Regions from separate parts of the Mus musculus genome. Here region 2 is linked to region 1. A link is a contact called in public HiChIP or PLAC-seq data. All regions are on one chromosome and are shown on one strand. Each heading gives the region's core, a stretch centred on a gene start, on an enhancer-like site or on the middle of the called end of the contact. The rest is flanking DNA. Distances are from core to core; before and after follow the strand shown. Region 1 holds the start of Adgrl3 (adhesion G protein-coupled receptor L3). Region 2 overlaps Adgrl3 (adhesion G protein-coupled receptor L3).

What was found. HiChIP or PLAC-seq counts read pairs in DNA pulled down with a chosen protein or histone mark.
Region 2: a contact with region 1 is called in an H3K4me3 HiChIP or PLAC-seq map of embryonic limb bud, with 2.7 times the contacts expected there. The contact joins the enhancer-like site here to the promoter of Adgrl3 in region 1. A contact is called at or near these places in 3 of 39 promoter capture datasets (the 3T3-L1 cell line and hippocampal neurons) and 7 of 115 datasets of contacts at active chromatin or transcription factors (SST interneurons, embryonic forebrain, embryonic hindbrain and 3 more).

The regions. Positions count from the first base shown.
Region 1 is chr5:81,016,913-81,024,138 of GRCm38.p6, forward strand. It overlaps Adgrl3 (adhesion G protein-coupled receptor L3), which reads left to right and starts at 3,840. Exons shown (of 27, transcript NM_001359828.1): 1 at 3,840-4,433.
Region 2 is chr5:81,547,912-81,555,137 of GRCm38.p6, forward strand. The region is part of intron 9 of Adgrl3 (adhesion G protein-coupled receptor L3); the gene reads left to right. Among named protein-coding and RNA genes, the nearest start is that of Adgrl3, 530 kb to the left of the region's middle. Within about 2 kb of position 2,495, at least 1 of the 459 cell types and tissues checked has an H3K27ac peak or open chromatin away from gene starts, as enhancers often do. A contact at or near this core is called in embryonic limb bud, where this site is marked.

The DNA.
Region 1 (7,226 bases), core at 2,590-5,089:
TATCAGGTGTGCCAACTCTTTCTAGTATCCTGGAGTAAACAACCCCAAAACACCATCCAAGTATTCCTGGAGCTACTTTGTATCGAGGGTCTGTGCTTTAAGTAATCTGCTTTTGTCTTTTCTCTAACATGAAGAAGTCCAGTATAATTGGGTAGATGAAAATGCACAGAACTTACTTTGCTCTCATAGAGGACTCACCTGAGAATATATCAGCAAGAATCACAGATTTACTACCTGGAGAGAGAGGTTTAATCAAACGTAGAAGACTATGCTCATCATATCAAAAGTGACTTGAAAATACAGAGGTTGAGTTTAAAATATGGATAACTTCTGGAAACAGTGTAATTTGACACACAGCTAAACTACACATGCAATCAATACTCCTACTTGCACTGTGTTTAAAAAAAAATAAGCTGTTTTTATTACCTTTTCCCCCATCACTAAGTAGGATCTTTGAAATTCTTTATTTTTGGTCCATGTCCACATTGGCTAGCTAAGGAGTCTATAAGTAACATTTTTACTTATAGACTCCTTAGCTATAGCTATAAATTATTTATATTTGTCTTCCTGCTGCCATCACTAATAGTATGTAATATCTTTGATTTACTTCATACCTTATACACTTAAAAATATTCTATTATTTTTCTAAATAAATTCACTAAGCATATGGTAAATAGGAACTGAGTTGTTTCCATCTTGCTTCCTTTACAACTAAGAGTCTCTTGTCACAGTTTGCTAGTCTAGTCTTGGTGAAGCCCTTGTTTAAGTCACAAGTGAGTCCAGATGTCAATTTGTATTTACGTATCCAAGGGCGCTTATAAATGTCCTGTATTAAGGGAATAAAAGCAGCCATACTTGAGCCTATGAAAATCTACTTGGTCAGAACTCAGCCATTAAATCTCTTTGACTTTCTATTTCCCCCACTCCCAAATGAATTACTAGATACACAAAGAGCATATAATATATAGTATATTCTTTCCCAATATAGCTTGGAACTTACCTTTAAGAGAGCTCTTATAATCTGAGAAGATATAGTGACATGCAGCTAATTATTTGAAAAGAGACCAAAATAAGCAGGACAACATAGGCATTGTGGTAGAGGTACCATCACAGTGCTGTGTGAGCTAGTTAGCTGCTTAGTCACATTTTCGTTCCCCATGACAGCATGCCTATAAAAGTAACCTCATGGGAGGGAACGTTCATTTTGGCTTACAGTTTTGGAGGCCTCAGTCTAAGCCTAATTGTCTTTGTTGTTTTGATATTTACGATACAAAACAATACCTCTGATTGTATAACAAAACAAAGCTGTTCACCTCCGTGACTGGGATACAGGGTACTTGGTGGGAAGGTCCCTGGATCCTCTACAAGGTTCCATCTTCAAGGTTCTAACATCCTTAGAGCAAGCCAACCTCTTAAAAATTCTACTACCCCACAAAATCATCAGTAGCTGGAGACCAGCCTTTAACATAAAGTCCTTTGGTGGATACTTAGGATCCAAACTGTAGCAGAGAAGATAATGGCTATGGTGTGTGTAGCATATACCATATGTTACAAAGGCTTTTTCTCACCTTGGGATAGCTAAGAAAGGGGTTCTTTAGAAAATCTGGTGGGGGGGGAGGGTAGGGGGGACTTTTGGGATAGCATTGGAAATGTAATTGAGGAAAATACGTAATAAAAAAATAAAAAGAAAAAAAAGAAAATCTGGCATGTGAGTTGAGCTTTGAAGAATGAAAGAAATTCATTCTTGTGTCAGGGATGATCAGATAATTACGATGATGGTTAGCTTTACAGATCTGCTGGGGTTGTAGTTTCCAACTTGCAAATTCCCACAGGCCAGGAGATCATTATGACACTATACTGCCTCACTATACAGCCTCATTCAACTTGGGAGACCTGAATAGGAATGTGATGTACCTGTTGGTTTCATACAATAAATCCTAGTCACTAGACTATGCTTATATAGAAACTACATCCACAGTCCTTGAAGCGATAAAATGTTATAGGAGAGAAGCGGGGGGGGGGAGGGGGGGAGGAAGGAAGGAAGAAAGAAAGACATTTTTTAACAATTTCATTTACAAAAGCATCCCAAAGAGGTACAATTAGTTGATGAAGGTCACGTGGGCAAACTTTATCACAGCAGAAGGCATGGAGATAGAACCAAGACAGTTTTCTATATCCTTCATGGTAATTTTTATTGTAGTGAAATCAAAATCATTGAGTCTCTAGGTCCTATCTTTTCGTAGAAAGGTGTGCTTTCAATTTTGCAATGAACTTGTACATTGAGGTAAGTTTCAAGAAACATAAAATGGACTCAAAGCAGGCAATGCTTTAGAAGTCAGCACCCGCATAAAGAACACGTGGAGTAATCTGCACCTGAAAAAAAAAAAAAAGACACTGGCAGAACTCCCAGCCTGGTACCTCATTCACCTAGAGCAGAAGAGTGGGGGAGGAGGAGAACGGGAGGGAGGAAGGGAGAGTGAAGAGATTGAGTGGAGAGAGGGGGGGGGGCTAGAGATGAGTGGAAATGGAGAGCAGAGAAGAGAGAGAGAGAGAGAGAGAGAGAGAGAGAGAGAGAGAGAGAGAGAGAGAGAGAGAGAGAGAGAGAGATGCTCCTATCCAGGAGAGAGATACCCTTTGTCTGACAAACCCTGCAAGGGAAGCCTCCCTTAGCCGCCCCACGGTTCCCACCTCCAAGATTCTGCGGAGCGGCTAGGTGGAGCCCGCGCCCGCGGAGCCCTCGCGGACTCCAGATCCGGGTTTTGCCGGCCGCCCCTTTCCCGGCCTTGGAGCCCCCCTCCCTGGTCCTGGGAGCTCTCTCGCCCCGTCACCCCGCCAGAGGCTCACTCGGGCCTCGGCTGCGTTGGCCGCTGCGCTCACGCTGCCTGTCTGCGGGCGCGACCGCCCCCTCCGCCCGCTCGGCCCGCAGCGCTCGCTCCAGTTCCCAGGAGCGGGGATGCAGATGGCACGGCCGGGCCAGGAGGGCGACGCCGCCACCGCTGCCGCCGCCGCCGCTGCTGGCATCTCGCGGACTGCGCGCTGCCTCCGCTCCCGCAGCTGCTACTGCTGCTGCTGCCGCCGCCACCGCCTGTGACTCGCCCCCCCCCCTCCCCTTTCTTTCTTCTCGCTCTCTCTTTTATTTATTTATTTATTTCGTTGGCCTCAGTCTTCTCCCTCCGGGTGTGCGCGCGCGGGCTGCACGGTGTGCTGGGGCAGGAGCTCGCCCCTGTGTGTGCGCGCGAGGGGAAGAGCGTGTGCGTGTCTGGAGGGCGCCCCGAGCCTCAGTGGCTCCGGTGGGGAGTCCAGAAGAGAAAAAAATAAAATTAAATAAAATTAAAAAAAAAAAAAAAAGAGGACCGAAGCCGGCGGCCGAGGAGGAGGTTGGCGGTGACGGCATCGGCTCAGACCCCGGGCCGGGCGATGAAGCTCCCGCATGCCCGAAGCTACCCGGCCTGGCCGGCGAGCTGATAGGCGACCACCGGAGCTCGGGGCTCGCCCCCCGCGGCAGGCACGCAACCCTCGGCGACCCGGCGCCCGCTCTGCCCGCGCGTCCACGCCGTGCACCCGGCAAGGAGTTTGCGCGGCTCGCGCCTGGGCTCTCGGAGCGGGTTGCGGGCGGCAGAGCGGACCCTCTGCTGCCGGAGCACCTCGGGGGCAGCAGGAGGAGGACGGCGAGGAGGACTGGGCGGAGAAGCCACTACTGGTCCTCGCCGCTGCCCCTACCTATCCCCTCCCTCTCGCTCGGAGGCGGAAAGGGGAGGACGAGGAAGAAGAAGAAAAAGAAAGAGAAGGGGGGTGGGGTGGGAGAACTGGATATAAAGATCGGCTGCGGGGGGGGGGATGGTGGAAGATTTTTGGTCTCCTCAGCAGCTGCTTTTCTTGCGGCGGCGGCGGCGGCGGCGGCTGCAGGAGGAGGGAAAGCAGCTCTGGTTATGACTGCCGCATGTTAATAGCTCCCGCTTGGGTCCACCGGCTGCAGCGAGAGACACAGCCTGACTCCGAAGTTGTGCAACTGTGCCCTGAGAGAGACATTTGAACCCTCCTTCTCTTTGCTCCGCTTTTGCCCCCCTGGGGCGTGTGAAGCGAGGAAACGTAAAGGAAGACTAGCATTGGCTTTCCCGGCTTCCCCTTTCTCCATGGCTGTGTAGAAGAAGAAAGGAAAAGAGACACTTTTTGTTGTTTCTTTGACTGGGGTCTCCACCCTCCTGTCGTCTCTGCGGTTTGATCAGTCGTTGCTTGGTGTGACTGGGGTGTCTACAGTGGGACAGGTCCATCTTTTTTCTGTTTTCTTTTTCTTTCTTCTTCTTTTTTTATTTCTTCTTTTTTTGTGTGTGTGTGTGCCCCGGGGCTCAATGGATGGATTGTGGAAAACTGCACCGGGTTGCAGGTTGTTGAGCAACTGATGGGACCATCTCAGGGACCGGCGGTTACGAAAGGTAATTTATTCTTTGCACTCTTCATAATTGTGGTCGCCCTGGTCGGGCGCAGGCGGCGGCATCCGATGGGCTGGCAACCGAGGGGGTGCGGGGTTCACGTACACTCACCCTTCCACTCACACATTCGCCTTCGCACACTCGCCCTCATGCGCACACTCATCTGATCGTGATGCGGGGCGGGAAGGGAGCCTCCTGGCTGGTGGGCGCTGGGGTTTGGCATGGGTTCGAGGTTTTATCAGCTACTGGGCGATTAGGTGCCAGAGGGAGATATAGAGGAGAAGAGAACCAGCGCACTGTCAGTCGCACACGCCGGGTGACAAGAACGAATCCCACCCCGCGCATTTTCCCTGCCCTGTCACCCCAATGCCGTCCTTTAGTAGGGGCAGAAAGCAGCCAAGGGGGCGCCTTTTCTCCGCTAGTCTGGAGCAACACTGGACGTGGGAACGGGTTGGAGGACGAACAGGGACCGGGTGAGGAGCGCAGTTCGGGGTGATGGCGAATGTGTGGTGGTGAGCCTGGTTGATCCTCCCTAGACGCCTGCCTTGGAACATCCAAGGTGGCTGAGATTGCCCAGGTCGCGCCCCTGAGAAGTGGAATCGGGTTGCCTCCAAAAATCTCTCTTGAGTATCTTCCAGCCGGGCAGTTTGATTTCGACCTGAGTGCCTAGGCTTTGTTGAGCGATTTAGCTAGAGAAAGCTGGTCAGTTTCGTGAGTGTCACGGGGTTGAGCTGTGCCAGGAGTGAGCACCCAGTGTGGAGAGGATGTTCAATGGGTCGGGCGTCCGCGGCGCCGGGGTGCGGTGGGCAGAGCAGTGGTGGCCCTGGTGGCGGGTTACAGGTAGGCGAGCTTGCACCTGGGTGCTTCTCTTGGGAGATGGGCAGTCTCTGGGCTCAAGTGGAGCGCGAGGACCAGCACTGGACAGCCTCTGGTTCTAGCCCAGAGGAGGCTGCTGGGCATGCGGGATATCCAGCAATGCAGCCCACTGTTTGGAAGGGTAGTTGACCAGTGGTCGGCGTGCGTGGTATCTGTGTGTCTAGGATCCTGTGCGCTTAGGGTGGCGGGCAGACCTGTGCAGGGATAGGAGAGCTGAAGCTACTTAGGTCAAGCTTGTTCATAGAAATCGCTTGGGATCTGCTTAGCTGGAAAAGCTGGTTTGAGAAGGCCCAGAGGGCCCCCGGTGGGGTTGCGAGGAAGCCTGGCGGCAGGTTCCCTCTCCCCTAGAGATGCGTGCAATGTTTGGAGTTGCTGGTGCAGCGCTCCACCGTATCCCAGATTGGCCTTGATTAGACCTGCTAGAGCAGTCGCCTCTCGCAGATTTGCGGTAATCAAGTATAGCCCCCACAGAATCCTTGGTCTCCGGAATGATCTGGCCACATTCCTCGCCCGAACAGAAACGTGTGTTGCTTTTATCGATAGCCAGTGAGAGAGCAGTTGGGAGAACCGGAGGCTTGGGAGCCACCTCCCGAGTGTCTCCTCCCTGAGGCTCCCATGGCCCCAGACTGCAGTAGTTAGAGAACATTGTAAACAACAGTGTAAGCATCTTTGCCACTGTCTCCCTCAGAGCCGAACCTGCTGGTGGCTGTTGTGCTTACTTTCCTGGGTGGCTTACTCATTAGGAAGTGTAAGGCTGCTTGCACCTCTGATTTTACATCCTTGCAGCCAGCTGCCGGGGAAATGAGGAGACACATAGATTCTGGCAGGAAGGGAAAAAATGCCTTCTGTGTTTTGCTCCGAAGTAAATAGGAGGTCTGCTAATTTTAGAGTCATATGGTCTGTCTTCGCTAGTTAGAGAATGGTGTCGTAGAATCTGCAAGGAACCACTATAGTAATTTTTTTTTTTTTGCTTTTGCATTTGGACAGTCAGCTGCATTTGTCTATGAGATAACAGAGGTCAGGCAGCTCCCTAATTCATTTTTCAGTCTATAATGTACTCAGTGATCAGCAGTTCTCGCGCCCAATTTACCTGTATGCACATTACATGTAGAATTGCCCGTTGTTTTCCAGCCTCACGCAAAAGAGGATACCAGATCATTTGTGTAGGAAACAGGAGGATGTTTATGCTGAATTTCCTGTTAGCTTCGAGTTCTCTTCTGTTTTGCTTTGTGTTTTTCTCCCTTTAAGTAGTGAAGGGACGGGTAACAGATGTGCAGAGATAAACACTTCTTAATAAACTTAGGCTTGAAAGATAACTCTTTTTTTTTTGAAATGCAATAAGTAAAATACTTTGCACTACTGAGTCGTCTATTACTTCTGACTACTTTGATGTCTGTGCAAAATGGCTAGGTTCTAGTTTACTTTAAAAGAAAGAAAACACTTTGATTTAAGTGTAAGTTTTAAAGGTTCTGACCACAAAGGACAAGTACAGTATAATGAATTATTCACTCATGCCTAATTTTGATTAAATTATATTTTCTAAGACATTTATAGGAGATAAAGATATTTATAGAAGACAGTATACGTGACCACGACCCTTCTAAAACCACTTAGAATTATAGAATCTTGATTCCTATGTTTTTTTTTCCTTCTGATCTTTCTTGCGGCCAGGGGGGGGGGGGGTGTTGTGTGAAAGTTTCTTTACGTGGAACCATGTCTGAGGATTGTAGACTACTTCCTCTCCACTTTTGGCAGCTCTCACGGCAGTGATGTACAGTCTTTATCCTAGAAGATCCCGTCAGATCTGTTCTGTTTCCTAGCTGCATGTGTTCCGTTTCCTAGCAGTCATACATTCCACAGGTCCTGATGTCATTAGGCCTGCCTCTGTCAACTGGTTGCGCTGTCTTTAAGCAAAGGTGA
Region 2 (7,226 bases), core at 1,245-3,744, 530 kb after region 1:
GTGTGTGTGTGTGTGTGTGTATAGTAATGACTAAAACTTCAAAAAGGCGCAAGCATAACAATGAAATAAACCTATAGGAAAGCATATGTTAAAAGGTTAGTAAAGGGAAGACAAACAATTATTGGCTCTTTGTTGTATACTATATACTAACCACCTTTATATTTTCTGTTAATTTCTTTTCTCATAGCATATCTGTGACCTGAGTTATATTTTAAAGAGGACAATTGACTTTAAATTTTAGTATTAGGCCAATTTTATTTATCTATGTTACAACATCCAATACCAAGTTAGCTAACCAATAAGTTTCTTACCAGATATGTAAATATTTTCTGTCATAAAAAAAAAACATAATTTAGGAGAAACAGAAAAAATACTTTTCTAGTTTTAGAAAACATATCTGGCTCTATATCTGTGAGCATCAAAATCATCAAAAACTATATTTAACACTAGGGTCAATAGAATATCGTTCATTCTAGAAAGTTTCTGTGTCTCGCCAATTTATAGATTTAATTTTGCTTACAGTTCTGTATTAAATTCATTTTAATGTGTCTTTTAAACATGTAGGAATCAACTTGATATTGCAGGAGATTAGAAGAACCCCTCCATAGTATTGACAAAGAGGCAAAGGACAGCATAGGTGGAATCATAGGGTGTCTAGAATTTGTTCCAAAATATTCTGTGGCGGGGAAGCTTCCATCAAGAAAAGAAATCTTAGTCAACGTGCCATTGACACCATGACCAAGGCAACTCTTATAAAGGAAAGTATTTAATTGCGGCTTGCTTACAGTTTGAGGAGTTTATTTTGCTCATTATCATCATGGTAGAGAGAATACACAGGCAGCCGTGGTGCTGGAAGAGATGCTCAGAGTCTTAGATCTGGATCTTCAGGCATCAGAAGATGAGAAAGGGACAGTGGACCTTCCTTGAGCTTTTAAAACCTCAAAGACCACCCCCAATGACACGTCTGTACAACAAGGCCACACCTCCTAATTATTCTCAAGTAGTACCACCCCCTAATGACTAGCCATTCAATATATGTGAGAATGTGGCAGCATTATTATTTAAACCAGAACAGGAGATAAATTTTTAAAGGCTTTGAGTTGACTGTTCTCTTAAGCTAGATGTTAGACATTCATTGTTGGCTGCTTTTTTCAATGAGTTTATGAATGTTTTACAATTTGGCAGTTATCCATTTGTGACTGCCCTACCTGGCCTCCCTGGCTTTTGTCCTGCCTTGTTCTGTGATTTTCATGTTCTCTCAGCTTTCTGCCTACACACATCACCACAGGCTTCCTCTGTACTACCACTGCCCTTGGCCCAGACTTCTCTCTCTCCACTTGTCTCCTGTCTCTCCAGTTAGAGAGAGTTGTAGATCTTCTCGAACAGTGTAGCCATCATGTTTTCCTGGAATTGCCACATCTTAACAGACTCTAGGTAGAGAGATGAATTATCTTGGTCATGTCTAATCCTTTATGTTAGTGGCATAGTAAAAGTTGGACCCAAAGAAATGTTTCCACACCTTTGCTTTAGATAATACCAACCTCCTGTCTCCATGTCCAGAAATAATACACTGCCCACAAGGGAGAAATCAGTCAGTCACATTTTACTCCATCAGTGGCAAATGGTCAGGGTAAATCAAGCATGCAGTTGTTTTTCTGCTCCCTCCTGTGTTGCTAACTTCACAATTACATGTGTGATTAAAAGTTGAAGGGAGGAGCTGCGTAGATGTCTTTTATTATTTATTTACATTTACAATGTTCCTGTCCCAGTTTCCCCTCTCCAAACTCCCTATCCCACCCTGCCCCCTGCTTCTATGAGGGTGTTCCTCCACCTACCCACTCACTTCCTCTCACATCACCACCCTAGTATCCCCCTCCAAAGGACTAAGGTCCTCCCCTCCCCTTGATGGCATCATATGCATATGCATATCTGCTAAATATGCAGCTAGAGCCATGGGTCCCTCTATGTGGACTCTGGTTGGTGGTTTAGTCCCTGGGAGCTGTTGGTTGATATTGTTGTTCTTCCTATGGAGTTGCAATCCCCTTCAGCTCCCTCAGTCCTTCCCCTAAATCTTCCATTGGGGTCCCTTTGGACTGGAAGCATCCTCATCTATATTGGTCAGGTTCTGGCAAAGCCTCTCAAGGGACAGCTATACCAGGCTCCTATCAGCAAGCACTTCTTGGTGTCAGAAATAGTGTCTGGGTTTGGTGTCTGCAGATGGGATGGATCCCTAGTTGGGGGGCGGGGGGCGGTCTCTGAATGGCCTTTCCTTTAGCCTCTGCTGTACTCTTTGATCCTGCATTTCCCTCAGATAGAAGCAATTCTGGGTTAATGTTTTTGAGATGGTGGATGGCTCCATCCCTTAATGGGGTGGAGGTGGGGGCATGCCAATGTCTTAAGCATCCAGATCATTTACTGCTATTGCAGACAATGTGGGTTTGGTTCCAAAGCCCCACATCTGGAAGCTCACAACTACCTATAACTCCAGTTCCAGAGACTCTGAGGCCATCTGGACTCTACAGGCATCTGCACTCATGCAGTGCTCATAAACTCATGCAGGTACACTCTCATTCATATAAATAAAAATATTAAGTAAGTCTTTCAAATGAGTTCAAGGAGGGAAAAGAAATCAGAAGCAGAAGGTGTCAAACTGGCATCCTTAGAAACCTCTTTTAGTAGCTGCTTTTGATTGGTGCTAACCTTGTCACTGGAAAGCTGACTTTAACAATGCCTGAGACTATGCTTAGAGTAGAGTATGAAGAATAGAAAGCTCGTTATCATGCTAGGCATGAGCAGTTTTTCAGAAGTACTCACTGACCTTTGGTAGTTTCTATCTGGAGTAAAGATTATTTTTGGCATGAATCAAACTTTTTAACGATAAAGTTAAGCTGCTGTCAGGGTTGTTTTGCAAACATAAATGAGAAAATTAAATATGTCATTCTTAAATACGGTTTTTATTTTAGGACCTATTATTCTCACATGAAGTCTTTCGTGAAGAGTGGAGAAATATGACTTACACTAGTCCTGAAACTTGTTAAAGCAAAATAATAATACCGTATTTTATTTTTCTTAAAGAGGATATATATATATATGGAAAATGATCAATTGAATTTTAAGCAAATACAAATTAGCATAAAATTTACCTTCATAACAATAAGGTATGAAGCTCAATTATAACACTGTATGATAGGAAAGAAAAAATGAGTAGAGAGGTAGCACAAATGCAAAAACCAGTGAGGACATTATTGTGATGAAATATGGTTTTTACCTTATGTTCACTTTAGAAACCATTTGTCTCTGTATTTTATGTATGCTGTTTTTATGCACTGCTCAGTGTTGACAATATTATTTTTATAAGCATATATCTACCTTTGAAGTGAGACAGAAAAAAAAAAAAGCCTTTCATACCAACATATTTGCTAGCTTCAACCTTAATCATCAAAAGCAGGTTGAAGTCTAGTTTGACAGCTAAGTGCAGAACACTGACCTGGTCCTAAGGTTTGAGTGTGATACAGCAACATAAGTTTATCTGCCTAAGGACTTCTCAGCGAACCAAACCAGAGGGACCTCTAGGAGGTGGTGGAACCTTGATGAGGTGGGGTGCCATAGAAAATAATTAAGTGGTTGTTGTGAGGCCCTCAGAGAAGCTGAGAACAGTAGGTACCCTAAGCCCTTATCCTGTTTAATATCTAGGCTGTAAGGAGGTGGGGACCGCATATCTCTCCCTACTTACCAAAATCTGATGCCTTGTAACTGGCTCATAAGCAAGGGGCCAAGTGGCAAGAACTGATATTTCAATAATAAAATAAACATTTCTTCCTTATCAATGCTCTCATCTTGGTTGTGTGTTATAGAAAAAAAAAAAAAAAGATGGTTAACACAGTTAGCAGTCAGGGCTCTGGTTTCAATTTCCAACACACAAGCTAATTCAACCTGAGACTTTAATACACACATACACACACACACACACACACACACACACACACACACACGTATATGTATATGTATATACCATATGGAGGTCAGAGGACTGTTTTATTTTAATGTGGAAAGGAGTTTTCTCATCCCACCTCTATCTGGGTTCCAGGGTACAGGGTGGGTCTTCAGGCAAGGACATTTATCTGTTGAGACCACCCTGCTCTTTCCCTTTTGATCTCTGCATATTTCTCCATCAGAGTCATCTCTCCAGTGCTTCTGATGCTGTCAGGACAACTAAGTCAGGCCTTCACTTAGGATACTTCAAAAAACTGAAGCCTGTGTCTCCCCACTGGAACTCCGTGTGCCCAATTTTAAGCCTTTCTTTTTGTGCTTAGCCCCTAGAACCCATAATATAGTTGATGTAATTGCGATTACTGCTTACGTTTTCCCCATCTACTTAAGGATATGAATTAGCACTTTATTGTGTGATAAATGCAAACTACTTTAAAGGGTACCTGTGACTGATGAATTATTAATGAAAGAATGAATCTGTAATTAAAATAGCTAAACATTGCTAAATACTTAATTTTGTACCAAACACTGTTCTCATTAGTTCGTATTTACAGATTCATACAATGTGCACAATAACCTCTGAGGTCAGCGCTTTTATAAACCCATCATACAAATGAGGGGATTGAGGTCCTGGTGCCTTATTAGTTGCCCTGGGCAGCTAAGGAGTGTCAGAAGCTGCATGCTAATAGAGGAAGCCTGAGACAAGAAGTGCGATCTTCTAAGTGGCTTGCCTCTAGTTGAAGAAAACAAATGTATATTTTCATAAGCAAATGGCTCTCAACCTCTTAGTATCTCTAGACTTTTGAAAAGTCATGCTCCACACACCTAGGCAACAATGTCTTCCTGCAGCAGCTTCCCAGGTGGCACGGTAGAGATGCTACTGGATTCCTTCTTACTGTCTCTACTGTCATCCTAATGACAGCCACTCAGATTGTCATTTGAAAAACTCTTCAGCGCCCCAAGCTGTCAATCTCTTCGTACTAAAACGTGGGTTTGGGCTATAAGCTATTAAATGTCTTACTCTCTCAATTCTATGGTTCTGTGAAATGTCTTTTTGCTCTCAGATGTGCAAGTGAGGTATTGGGAAGTAGAGAGAGAGAGAGAGAGAAAAAAAAATAAAACCTTTGCCCTACTGAAAGCTGGTCAAATCCTTTCTATATTTGAACCCCAGTAGAAATTGCATGGGGTTCTTCAATGAATAGAAATTAAATGAAAGTTGAAAAGACATTGAAAGGAGAAAAATACTCCTTTTTCAGAATCCACAATAGCCTGACAGTTTCTCTACAGCTCTGGGCTCTATTGACCAGACTAAAATTTTTTGCATTTTTGACATGCCCAGCACACAGTGTCTTAGATTTTTATTTCAAAGTATGACTTACTCTTCTTTCTCATTTTTTTCTCCATTTACAAGAGTATCTTCTCCTTGTATCCTCTCAGTATGGATGAACTACACAACACTAGGCCCACAGTCTCTGTTTTTTTTAATTAATTAATTAATTAATTAATTAATTTGGTACTTTACTCAGTAAGACTGCTTATTCTCTAGATTTCAGCCATTTTAAATGGGACTATTTCAGCACCTGGCCAACCTTGAATTTATTGTTCTGTCATCTTAAAAGAAAACAAAATTGGAAAGGGTCTCCATGCTTTTCTGAATGCCACCTTGCTGTGGAAAGTCAAATGATGGAATCTTTTGAAATCATTCTAGAAGTTCCTCAAAGGATGTAAGTAGGGTGAGAATTTCCTTAAGATGCTATAATCCTCCTCCCAGAAAGCTATCGAAGAAAAACGCAGCAAAAAGACAAACTTGTGAGGCCCTGACAGAGGTTTTCATGGTAGTCAGGATGTGAAAATTATCTGAAGTGCCCATCACATGAATTGATGATTGCATAAATAAAATATGGAGGAGCTGCTAAATGAAAAATTGCTTGATGAGAAAATGGAATGAAGTAATGATTTACGACATAAATGAGGTTTGAAAATTTATGCTGAGTGACAAAAGCTGATAACAAAGGGGGACATGTAATTCCATTTATAAGAAAAGTTTAGAATAAGCAAATCTATAGAGAAAGAAATGAGCTAAGTGATTGCCTAGAGCAGAGATAAATTGAGGAGAAATGAGGAGGGAGGGCTAATGAAGCTGGAGGTTCTCTTTCTGTGGTGAGGAAATTGGTCTACAATTAATTACAGGGGTGAGTTGTGCAAGTCTCTTGATATATTTTTCTAAAAATATTGAATTATAACTTGAGGGAACTTTATGGTACATGAATTGTATCACAGCATATATATATATATATATATATATATGCATGTATGCATTATAACATATATGTATAATATGATACATTAGAAAACATATGTATATATATGAATATATTTGAATATATATAACTATATATAAAACTATATATATATATATATATACACATATAGTTATTTGACCTCAATAATATTTGAGTGAAAATGAACTTGGAAGCTGATCTCTAATTTTGTTCCTCTCAATCTTCTTTGCCGAGAAGGAAACTTTCCTCTGTTTTTTAGCTTATCTTCTTTGAGTTTGAAAAGTCATCTAGCAGAAGGCCTATTAGAGACAGAAAACACCAGATTCTTATTAGTATATTTAAATATTTGTAAAATAACAGTTCCATTCAGAGAACATTATATGTTCTTTTAACAAAGGACAAAGAATTTGCCCTTCAAAACATGATTTTCTTTGGGCAACAGACTGGGAAATTAGGGAGAATTAGCTGAACTTTTGACAATTTAGTGAGATCAGATATACATCTCATCTTAAATGCTTCACATTCCATGGTAGGGTTTCTCTCCTCCACTGATACCTTACCTGGAAATGCATACTTTGCTTTTAGACAGATAGGGAGATGAGAACTATGACCCGTGTTGATTCTCAATTGTCTTTGCCGTAAAGTAATCCTTATGCCTAAACCACATATTGTGGGGAGGTTCTTGTTTATCTCATTTGGTTTTGTTGTGTTTGTTATTGTGACGATGTTGTTGCTTAAAGAACTGACCATTTATTTGCTGTTCTTAAAGACTTAATTTTGGCTGGACTCAGAAGCAGAAGCTGTCAGTGACAATGGTCTAGGTCTCTTAGCAATCTGTTCCTGGAAGTCCCCTGAACACCTCCCCCCGCCCCCTCCCCCCCCCCCCCACACACACACACACACATTGGCTTCCTTCATTCTCTTGGCCAAATGTTTAGCATAGTCAGCAGCCTC